Linked DNA regions of Mus musculus: region 1 is linked to region 2. The links are chromatin contacts, called in public HiChIP or PLAC-seq maps. All regions are on one chromosome and are shown on one strand. Each heading gives the region's core, a stretch centred on a gene start, on an enhancer-like site or on the middle of the called end of the contact. The rest is flanking DNA. Distances are from core to core; before and after follow the strand shown. Region 1 has its middle 19 kb from the start of Gm38456. Region 2 has its middle 46 kb from the start of Gm46545.

What was found. HiChIP or PLAC-seq counts read pairs in DNA pulled down with a chosen protein or histone mark.
Region 1: a contact with region 2 is called in an HNF4G HiChIP or PLAC-seq map of pancreatic cancer cells. The contact joins two enhancer-like sites. A contact is called at or near these places in 1 of 15 datasets of contacts at CTCF or cohesin (the NIH/3T3 cell line), 3 of 484 Hi-C or Micro-C datasets (bone marrow-derived macrophages, liver and nephron progenitors) and 2 of 115 datasets of contacts at active chromatin or transcription factors (embryonic stem cells and pancreatic cancer cells).

Annotation. Positions count from the first base shown.
Region 1 is chr16:24,312,304-24,317,638 of GRCm38.p6, forward strand. No RefSeq gene overlaps it. Among named protein-coding and RNA genes, the nearest start is that of Gm38456, 19 kb to the left of the region's middle. Within about 2 kb of position 1,413, at least 54 of the 459 cell types and tissues checked have an H3K27ac peak or open chromatin away from gene starts, as enhancers often do. A contact at or near this core is called in pancreatic cancer cells, where this site is marked.
Region 2 is chr16:24,033,738-24,039,095 of GRCm38.p6, forward strand. No RefSeq gene overlaps it. Among named protein-coding and RNA genes, the nearest start is that of Gm46545, 46 kb to the right of the region's middle. Within about 2 kb of position 3,929, at least 12 of the 459 cell types and tissues checked have an H3K27ac peak or open chromatin away from gene starts, as enhancers often do. A contact at or near this core is called in pancreatic cancer cells, where this site is marked.

The DNA.
Region 1 (5,335 bases), core at 163-2,662, 280 kb after region 2:
AATGGGTGGGTAGGGAAGTGGGGGGGAGGGTATGGGGGACTTTTGGGATAGCATTGGAAATGTAATTGAGGAAAATATGTAATAAAAAATATTAAAAAAAAAACCTCAGAAGCAAAAAAGTCCCAATGCAAAAATAAAGTGATTATAATAGTCTATTTTAAAAGTGAAAAAAAAAAAAAAGACTTGTGACCTGGTAGAGGATTAGTGCCACCTTGCCATTTGCTAACTCTTGTACTTCTGTGATGTGATCTTTGCATTTGTTGGACATCTCAACTAGTTGGATTTGGAGATTTTCTTATTGAGGAACCTACTCTTGAGGGCTCACTCTCCAGCACCAGTCAGTGTGAGGAAAGCAAACTGTTAGAATAGCATCACAATCAAATGGTACAAGAAATAGGAATATACTTAATTAATTAATGTTCATTGACCTCACCAAGAACCATAGGTCAGACAATGGAACCACTAACGTAGATAGTGTGCTAGCCCTTCTCAGGAGCCATAGGGATGGAGCGTTGGCTGATGAGGTCATTCTTTGGCTCTGCACTCTTGGGGTATCACATCACTACTCTGGAACTCTTCCGGAGCACTTCCTCTTTCTCCTTTTGAAATATAGTGTATTTTTTTCATGTTTTGGTTTTTCCTCGCTAGGTTACATGGAGGCACTGCCTAGTCTACTATCTTCCCCGGAAGCCTTCTACATCCATTTTCATAAGACTCCCTTAACAGCCTTTAGAAGCATGATAGACAGAGCTTTATGAGTCCCTGTTCATAAAAATGCCCCCCAGATAAAGTAACTGAGGCTTTTAGACAGGGGACAACCTGGCCCCTAATCCTGATCTCAGTGGAGAGCTAGAACAATCAGAACCTATTCTGCCTCACTGGTGGCCAACATTCTCTTGGCCCATGGTCAGCCCTGATCCACCACTAGCACCAGTGAACGATGAGACACCAGGGCCTTTTTGTGAGTGAATAGGGGGCTGAGCTGTGAAATTATGACCTCATGCCCAGCATTCAGTAAAGCTACTTCTTTTTTTTTTTTTTTTTTTTAGCTACTTCTTTTTGAAACCTCTGCTATTAGTAAAACTGATTGAAGGTGACGCTGTAAAAAAAAAAATACACACCAGTAATTAAATAACAAATAAACACAACAGCTGTCATACACACTAATAGTTCACACATACTGGTTTTACTTCATCCATGGTGCTAAAACAGTGGGCATGAGACCACATGTATGCCTTCACCCTTTTCTGTTGAGCTTGTATTCAAATAGGGAAAATACAGTCTTGCAGACAAATAACTGCTCACATACAACAACAACAGCTGAAGTACAGATAGGTACAAAGTGCTCTGGAAGCCCAGAGGAGGATATGAATAAGCCTCCTTACCTCGTGATCAAGTCTGCTGCCCTCTGGGCTGGGAGCTTCCCAAGGGTAGCAGGGACTGGCATGACTCATCATGATCAAACATAACACAAGGCACATCTGAGATCACCTGCTAACGCTCACTGAATAAACTCTCCGGGAGGGGGCCAGAAAGCACCTGCAGTGCAGCTACCCTGGGCCACATCACTTCATGACCCCCTCCCGGAGAGTTTATTCAGCCAGCATTAGCAGGTGATCTCCGATGTTCCTTGCTTACTGGACTGAGTTAGCAGATCTCCTCAAGTCCACCGTCCTGTGACAAGGACCCCAGCCATCAAGGCTTTAGTTTGAGATCAGAATCAACTGGCCTGGAGGCCTCTCTCACCTGCCACAGTTATCTTGAAAGGCAGAGTGAGATCAAGGCTCTGAGATCCATGGTCACAGCAGGCCAGCTGGCAGGCCAGCTCATCCATCAGGACTCCAGCACCTCACCTTGAACAAGGAAGATAAGAGAATAAAATAACACCTGACACAGCCTTATCATCTGATAATACAACTTCAGTTTTTCCATTAAAGTAACTGAGAGCCTTAGTCCTGCACTTCGTCTGATAAAGAGATCACAGGAAACAAAGCTATTAATTTTTATCTCTGCTCTGCAATAGCAGATTTGAGTGAATTCAATATATCCAACGGGGGAAGTACTTTTTCTAACACTACAACTCGATTAACTTGGGTTTTTTTTCCTGCTTGCTTGTATTTTTCATAATTTTTTTTTTTTGCTCAAAATCTCTAATTGCAGATGTATTAAATGCAGTGGATCTGATGTATTAAATGCAGTGGATCTGACTGTGCTATCACCAGCACACACACACACACACACACACACACACACACACACACATATAATATTTCTGTTCTCCATGCTCTAACCCTGTACTGGTGTACTGGGGAGTGTTATATGGTACAATATAAGGAACTTGAAAGGTTACTTACTTCAGTAATTAACTGAATTAACACTAATCAGAGCTCAGTAGTTCCACCTTTACAATGAGGAGCCGGACTGGTGTTCAATATAATCACACAGCCTCTATGCCTTAGGACCCCGGGACTGAGTAGGTCAATGAGTAGGTCAGGTGAGATAAGAAGGAAAGTCTCTCACAGGAACTGAAAGATAGCAATAGAATCAAACAACCCTGGAGCCTTAGGGTCTGAATGCTGGCCTTTCCTGCCAGACGAGAGGTATAGAAGACCACGTGAATCTATGACTCCTAGGGCCCCGAAATCCCACACACCATGGCCCCGAACCAACTTCCATGCCATAGATTATCTCCTCCCTGGCTGCCCATACCTAGAACAGATCACAGCTCTATGACATGCCTAGGACATATATGCCTTTCTTTCTGTACCTCACTACTATTGATGTCATTGGCTTACTGAGGACAGGAGCTGAGTCTATCAAGGCCCAGACCTTGACCCTTAATAACTCCAGGAACAATAGTGCCACAGTTTATACCACTTAGCACTAAAGGGTGGTTCGGGGGATGAAAGAAGTGAGTGCTATTTGTTATGTCACTTAAAGGCCATGTATTAAAAGCTTGGTCCCCATGGTGGCATTATCAGGAAGCTGCAGATACTCAGGTGGGGGCACTTAAGGAAGAAATGTCCTTAGTGGCACTTTCTTTAGAAATATAATGGGACTACAGCTCTAGCCCTATAGATCTCCCTTCCTCCCTCCCCCTCTCTCCCTCCCTCTCTCTTCCTCTCTTCTCCCTTTCCCTCTCCCTCTTCCTCACTTCTCCCTCTGCCTCTGATAGAATAGCCAGAGCTTTGCTTTACCACAGGTTTCCACCATGATGTTCTGCCTTGCCAAGTGCCAGGGCCACAGGGCCAAGGGCTCACAAGCCTGAAGCCATGAACCAAATGAAATCTTTCCTCCACATGGTTGTTTATCCCCGATATTTTTGTCTCCAGGAGAGAAAGCTGATTGACACATTATGCTACAGTGGAACATTTAAGAAACGCGTCTGTGTGAGAAGTCCACATCTGTCAATACCAGGCCCCCAGTGGTTTCCAGCTGGGGAATGGCAGTGGACTACAGACCCTATGTGCACTCTCAACTGGCCTGTGGGTGCTGGGTGAGGAACAGAAGTGACAGAACAACAAACCTGGAAGGCTTCCTTTTGAGGATGAGCTGGCGATAAGAGAGGGTTCTTCTCAATCAGGAACTGTCAAGTTGTGTCACTCAAAAGTCTCCAGGCAAACCTAGGATTCTCATCCAGCTTGCCTCTGGCCTTACCTCTGGAAGATTCTAATTGTATACTTTAAATGCAAAACTTCTTGCGCAAATAAAGCTAGAGCTGACTTGGTTTTCTTGTAATCAATACACTATCTCAAAGGGAAACATCTCAAATAATCCAAGTGGAAATACCTAGGAGAGATTTACAGTGAAAGCACTACAGTGTTACAGAGACCTAGAGGTTTGGATGGTGGCTCAGCAGTTAAGAGCAGCTACTGCTATTAACAAGAGGACCCTGGTTCCATTCCCAGTTCCCACGGGGCAACTAACAGCCATCTGTAACACCAGTTCCAATAGATCTGATGCCCTCTTCTGGTCTCCTCAGGCACTGTATGCCCATGGTGCACAGTCATACATACAGGATAAACATGTACACACTGAACCATTTTATAAAAGAAGGGGAAGGGGATTCCAGGAACCTTGCTCATGCCTGTTTTTTCCATGCTGAGAGTGCCTGGAAGGAAGCTGCCTCTCTCTGCAGACAGATGATGGACTGATTAGAACTGCAGTGGTGGGGGAGCTTGCAATGCTGCAGGCTCAGAGCAACTTGCATTACCTTTGACTAACGTTAGCCATTCCCTCCCCACCTCTGAGTCAGAATGAACACCCTGTGACTAATAGATGAAAGCCTTTTAGAATCTATTAATTTATCATATCCACAGCTTCCACCAACCCAAAGGCTGAGGGTGGCATCCTATGGCATCAGAGGTCTGTAGAAGAGATTCCCTCATCTTCCTGTAACTGCCTCTCCGTTTTATTCAGAAATGTATTTTAAAACTGCCTTTCATTTATGGTTTTCTTTGTTCTGTTACTACAAAACTTCTTCCATGTCAGAACACTTTATTTGGGGAGGCCTAAATATACATTCCCTAGCCATTGGGGAGGCCTAGATATACGTTCCCTAGCCAGGATTTCTCACATTTGTTCCAGAATAAGCCATTTTTCCCCTTTAAGTTGAGAACTGTTTCTTTCAATGATGCTAAATAAAAAAAAAAAAAAAATAAGGTAGCATGGAGGTTCCTGACTGCCGTTGCAAAATGGGATAGTAACAGATTGCCTAGCCATGATCATGTGATCAAAAACATCAGCAGCATTCTTCAGAGGAAATGACCTCTCACTGGGCTGAACTTTTCAGCTAGAGTTTTGTCTTCTGCTTCCTTACATAAGAGACACTAAGTGGCCAAAAAGACCAGCTCTTCAGCAATGGGTTTTCAGTGAACATAGCATCCACACAACCATTTATTTTATTCGTATATGATAACAGCTAATGACATGCTTCCATTAAAAAAAATCATAAAGACATTGCTGAAGTAATATGAACTAAGATCATGTAATTTAACAAAAAATACAAATCTTTTTTTTAAAAAGTCAAAGGAATTGACTGTTATGCAAACATGCCTTGGGAGTCTCACCTGAACTCCAAATGGTGTCTGGTGGTAAGAGAACATGGAATTCTATCACGTAGGATTTGGAGATGAAGGATCAGTCACGACCTCAACTCTGACATAAGATGAAACTTCTTTTTAAACATTTAATCTTTCTAAACCATTCCATCTTATCATACCACTTTGTACTAAATCTGTGTGTTGACTTTAATATAAAATTAATTCTCCAAAAATATGCAGGAAAGTTGGAATCCCAGAAACACCATGGTTTGGAGTGTATATGTTTGGAGTTA
Region 2 (5,358 bases), core at 2,679-5,178:
TTCTTAAACCAATTTAAGACTGAGAATATTGAGTTGATAGCATCAATAGAGTCCTCCTTTGATGAAAGATTCCTGATACCAGGAGAAGTTGTTTGTATATTGTTTTCATTTCAAGACAGGGTCTTACTGCATAGTGCTGGCTATCCTTGAATTCACCATGTAGACCAGGTTGGCCTCAAACTCTCACCCCCCCACCCCCACCCCGGGATTAAAGGCGTAGACACTATGCCTGGCTGACTGAAAACATTTTCCTCACACTAGATCAGTTGTTCTTCTCAAAGCAGGACTGTTTTCCCTTCTAAATTTACATAATATTCTTGAGTCTCTGTTTTTATGTAACAGTATTCATAGCATTTTTGCCTCAAGTAGAAGCCATTTCAGGAAACCATGATACTATGTTATGCTTGCAGACAGAAGTCTAGCATAATTGTCCTCTGACAGCCTCCACTCAGCAGCTGACTGATACAGATCCAGAGACCCACAGACAAACATTAGACAGAGTTTTCTACAGAAAGACCAACAGAGTCAACTAACCTGGACCCTTAGTGGCTCCCAGAAATGGAACTACAAACTAAAGAGGATACAAGGGCTGGACCTAGGCTCCCCACACATGTAGCAGATGCACAGCTTGGTCTTCATGTAGGTCCCCCAAAAAGTGGAGCAGGGACTGTCCCTGACTGTTTCCTATCTGTAGATCCTGTTCTCCTAATTGGGCCTCCCTGTCTGGCCTCATCGGGAGAGGAAGAGCATAGTAGATTACTGCAGTGACTACCACCCAGGCTTAGTCCCATTTAGCAAACAGGGTAGCATAGATTTAGAAAATCTTTAAGAGCTCTAGGCGTTTTAAGTGAGCTTTGCCTTGAACTTTGAGTTATCAGCAGCACTGTCCCTGGTGAGTCAGTCTGACCTTTGAACCTTTGAACCTTTGAAGCCAGCCACTGAATTCTCTGCAGCTCTGAAAGCCTTAGATAGACCTTTTTCCAAGACCAAGCTGCCTTGTTTACTGAGGGTTAGGTCTTCACTGGCTTTCTTGGCTAGATCTAGACCTCTTCTGTGGCTCCTGTAGCATGGCTTGCCTGCTTCACATTGCCCTTCTTTGTTATAGAGATGGTTTTCTTTCTTCAAGCCTCATAATCGAACCTCTATTACATTTTCTTCTTCAGCTTCCTTCTCTCTTCCAGCATGTGCAGAATAGCAGAGAGCTCTGGTTTTAAGGAATGCTGTGGCTGCTTTGACCTTCTACCTAAACCACTAGCACTGCCACCATGCCTATCAATAAGGTTGTTAAACTATGTCATCACTCATTCGATTGTTTGGGTTGCACTTCCAAGCTGTCTTCTTTGCATTCTGGTGGCTATTTTGTGTAAGGAGCCTAGTTTTAAAGGAGCTTTCGGCATGCTTCCTTCTTTAAATGTGCTCATTTCTAACTTGATTTAAATTAAGAAATACATGTTTCGCCGGGCGTGGTGGCGCACACCTTTAATCCCAGCACTTTGGAGGCAGAGGCAGGCGAACTCTCAGAAGAGTTCGAGGCCAGCCTGGTCTACAGAGTGAGTTCCAGGACAGCCAGGCCTATACAGAGAAACCAAAGAAAAAAAGAAAGAAAGAAAGAAAGAAAGAAAGAAAGAAAGAAAGAAAGAAAGAAAGAAAGAAAGAGGGGAAGGAAAGGAAGGAAGGAAGGAAGGAAGGAAGGAAGGAAGGAAGGAAGGAAAGAAGGAAAGAAGAAAGCAAGAAAGACATGTTTCTTCCTTCTACTTGGGCAGTAGCTGGGCTATTAGTTGGCATAATGTCAGTACTGCGTGTCTCAAGTAAGAGGGAGACCTGAGAAGGGGCAGAGAGGTGGGGAGGGAACTGGTTGGTGGAGCAAGTAGATCACACACAACACTCCTCCGTTGACTTAGCTGCTTCTAAAATGAGAACCCATGACATCCCAGAATCATCAAAGACCAGCAAGTAAATATCACATTCACATATCTAACAATAAAGGGAATTCATGGAATATTGACAAAATTATAAGAATGTGATACAGATAGCTGGGCATGGTGGCACATGCTCTTCAACCCAGCACTTGGGAGGCAGAGTCAGGCCTGTAAGTTTGAAGCCAGCCTGGTCTACATACTGAGTACCCCTCACAGAGAGATCCTATATACATTTTTTAAGTGACTTGGAGACACAAGGAGAGCATACCATTGGGCAATTAGCATTGATGGAGCAATTTGTGTTTGTTTTATGTTGTAGAGTGCTGGGTCTTGTGAGTGCCAGACAAGTACTTTCACACTCAGTGGCATTTCCTGCTCACTTAAAGACCTGTTTGGTTTGGGGCCATAGAAACATTTAAGCTGTAAAAGTGTATTATCTGCAAAACACAATAAAATGTGAATTAGGTATGAATTCCTTTCCTCCATAAAAATGTAAAATATGTTAAAATACACAAATGTAAAGCCATTCTTTGGTGCAGGTGGGATGTTAGGGGAAAACCTTAAGTCAATCACCATATAAATCATTTCCTATTCCCTGGGGAAACATTCAGTGTCATTGAGGCCAAGATAATCCAGATAAAGCAAAGAGATCAGAAGTCGGTATTTATTGACATTCTAACTACTTATTAGAATACAGTGTTCTAAGTCTTCCAGGGGGACATCAGCAAAGTGCTCACAGGACTTTCATAGGAAGTAAATTTTAGCCTTCATACAAAGTGATTAAAGAAGGCTCTAAGGGGAAAGAATTTGACCTGGAAGTTAGAAGGTAGGTTCCTGAAGCATAGCAATGACTCCTAAGGGCCCTGATACAGAGAACAGTACGGGCACACCCACAAGTTACTAGAAAGCAAGTTTTAAAGAGGCCGTGTCTAGGGAGTGGCTACCAAATGTGAAGGCAAATCCCTTCTAGAAGGTACTAAGTCCATTCTGGTGGGAAATGCATTGATAATTGGACATTATGCTCACTGCAAGTCGACATCTTGTACCTCTCTCTTAGAGTAGGAACCCTGACCCTTTGAAATAATTAGCATCATGTGTGTAAAGAATAAATTACCAGGGTTCAAAGACAGGTACACTAAATTCAGTGGTTAAAAGATATGTATCCTTCTTAGCTCTATCGACATAAATGGAACCGAGAGTAAAGAGCACTTAAAATAGGAAGAGACTAGGAGAGGTTGCAGTTCTCTCGGGAAAACTCTGTCTTATGTATAGATTTGCAATGATGATCATGGTCCATTTGCCCTTCCTGGCCTTGGTCATGTTACTTTATTGCTAAAGGTTCATCTTTCTTTCCTGAGAGTTAGGGGAAAGAAATTCTGCACACATTGAATGTTTGTGTTGAAACGGGAAGGTGTCTTCTGCCAAAAAATTAAGAATCTTTGCTCCATTCCCTTCTGTGTTTTTATCATGCCCCATCACTTCTTCTTAACAGAGGCCAAGACACATTAGTTGCTATTCAATTGCTGTGATAAAACACCATGACCAAGGCAACTTATTTTTTAAGAAAGTATTTAATTGGGCTCATAGTTTCAGAGGTTTGGAGTCCATGATGGTTGAGCAAAAGTGTGGAGGCGGGAAAACCTGGAGCAGCAGCTGAGAGTGAATAACTTAGTCTAGAAGCAAGAGGCAGAGTGAGAGAGACCACACTGGGAATTGTGTGACTCCAGGAGCCACACCTTCTTCAAAAAGGATAAGTCCCTCTCCCATCCTTCCCAAATACTTCCACTAATTGGACATCAAGTATTTAAACATATTAGCCTATTTGATGCCATTTTCACTCAAACCATCACACAAGACAATTTGCTGTATCACAAGATTGATACCAGACTCCACCCCCAAGTGCCCCCACTATTGTAAATAGTATTGATTTGGACTAGTGAGACACCCACCTGGATGAAGGCTCAGCCACCCATCCTAAAGAATGTTGATAGTTACTATGATTCAGATATGATTCACCACCCAAGAGTTCAAAGGTTTTGGGTTTGGCCCTCGGTGACTCAAGGTGGAGGTTGGACCTCTGTCTAGGGATTTTGAGGTGCTGCTTTTGGAAAGAATTAAGGCCATTTGTCTTAGTCAAGGTTTCTATTCCTACACAAAACATCATGACCAAGAAGCAAGTTGGGGAAAAAAGAATTTATTCAGCTTACAATTCCACATTACTGTTCATCACCAAAGGAAGTCAGAACAGGAACTCACACAGGGTAAGAGCTTGGAGGCAGGAGTGGATGCAGTAGCTATGAAGGAATGCTGCTCACTGGCTTGCTTCCCCTGGCTTGCTCAGCTTGCTTTCTTATAGAACCCCAAACTATCAGCCCAGGGATGGCACCACTCAAAATGAGCCCTTCCACCTTGATCACTAATTGAGGAAATGTCTTACAGCTGGATTTCATAGAGGCACTTTCTCGAGAGAGGCTCATTTCTCTGTGATAACTCCAATTTGTGTCAAGTTGACACACAAACCAATCAGTACCCCATTCATACAGGATCCTGAGTTAGTTCTCATGAAAACGAGTTAGTATAAAATCTTGATCCTAAGGGCTGCCAAGATCACTGAGTGTTTCAGAGTACTTGCTGCTCTTTCTGATGGTCCAAATTTAAGTTGACAGCATCCACATCAGGCAGCTCACAACCCTATGGATTTCCAGTTCTTAGGAAATTCCTTCTTCTGGCCCTTACAGGAACCCATATTCACAAGCACATACATGCGCACACACATATGCACACATATATGCACATAAATAAAAATAAAATAAATCCTAAAAAAATAAAAGTCTTGATCCTGTTCTCTAAGTCACTGAGTTTCTCTCTAACCAAACTATCTCTCCCTTTCACATGAACTCCTGCCATTCTGCTGCCATCTGTGGTAAGGCATTGGCCAAAGCAACTGAACACCAATGCTGTGCCATCGAACTACTAGAACGATACGTTAAATAAACACACTTATTGTATAATTTCTCCAGGCTTGGGCATTTCATTACAGTAACAGAATCATATTAATGCAGCAGATCTCAGGAGACACACCAGTGTATACTTTGAAGTGACACTGGATATATTCTCAAGATGTTATATGTCCATCAAGGGTTGAGCTTCCCCATTGAACTTAGGTTTCAGAATGCCAGGGGGTACCCCTGTTATGGAGTTACTGATGAACTGAGGGGAAACACTGTTTTGGTATCAATAAAGAGGACACAGACCAGTGGTTCAAGAAGATGCTGAGTCACATCGGCTGTGTTACTCATTGTTATGTAGACCTGGCCAAGCCACTTGTTCTCTAGGTTTCAGTCTCCCTGTTCATAAAACTAAGGACTTAATTGGACCACTTTACTCTTTTAGGATCAATATTGATTCTTATTTGTTGCTGTTTGGGTTTTTATCATTG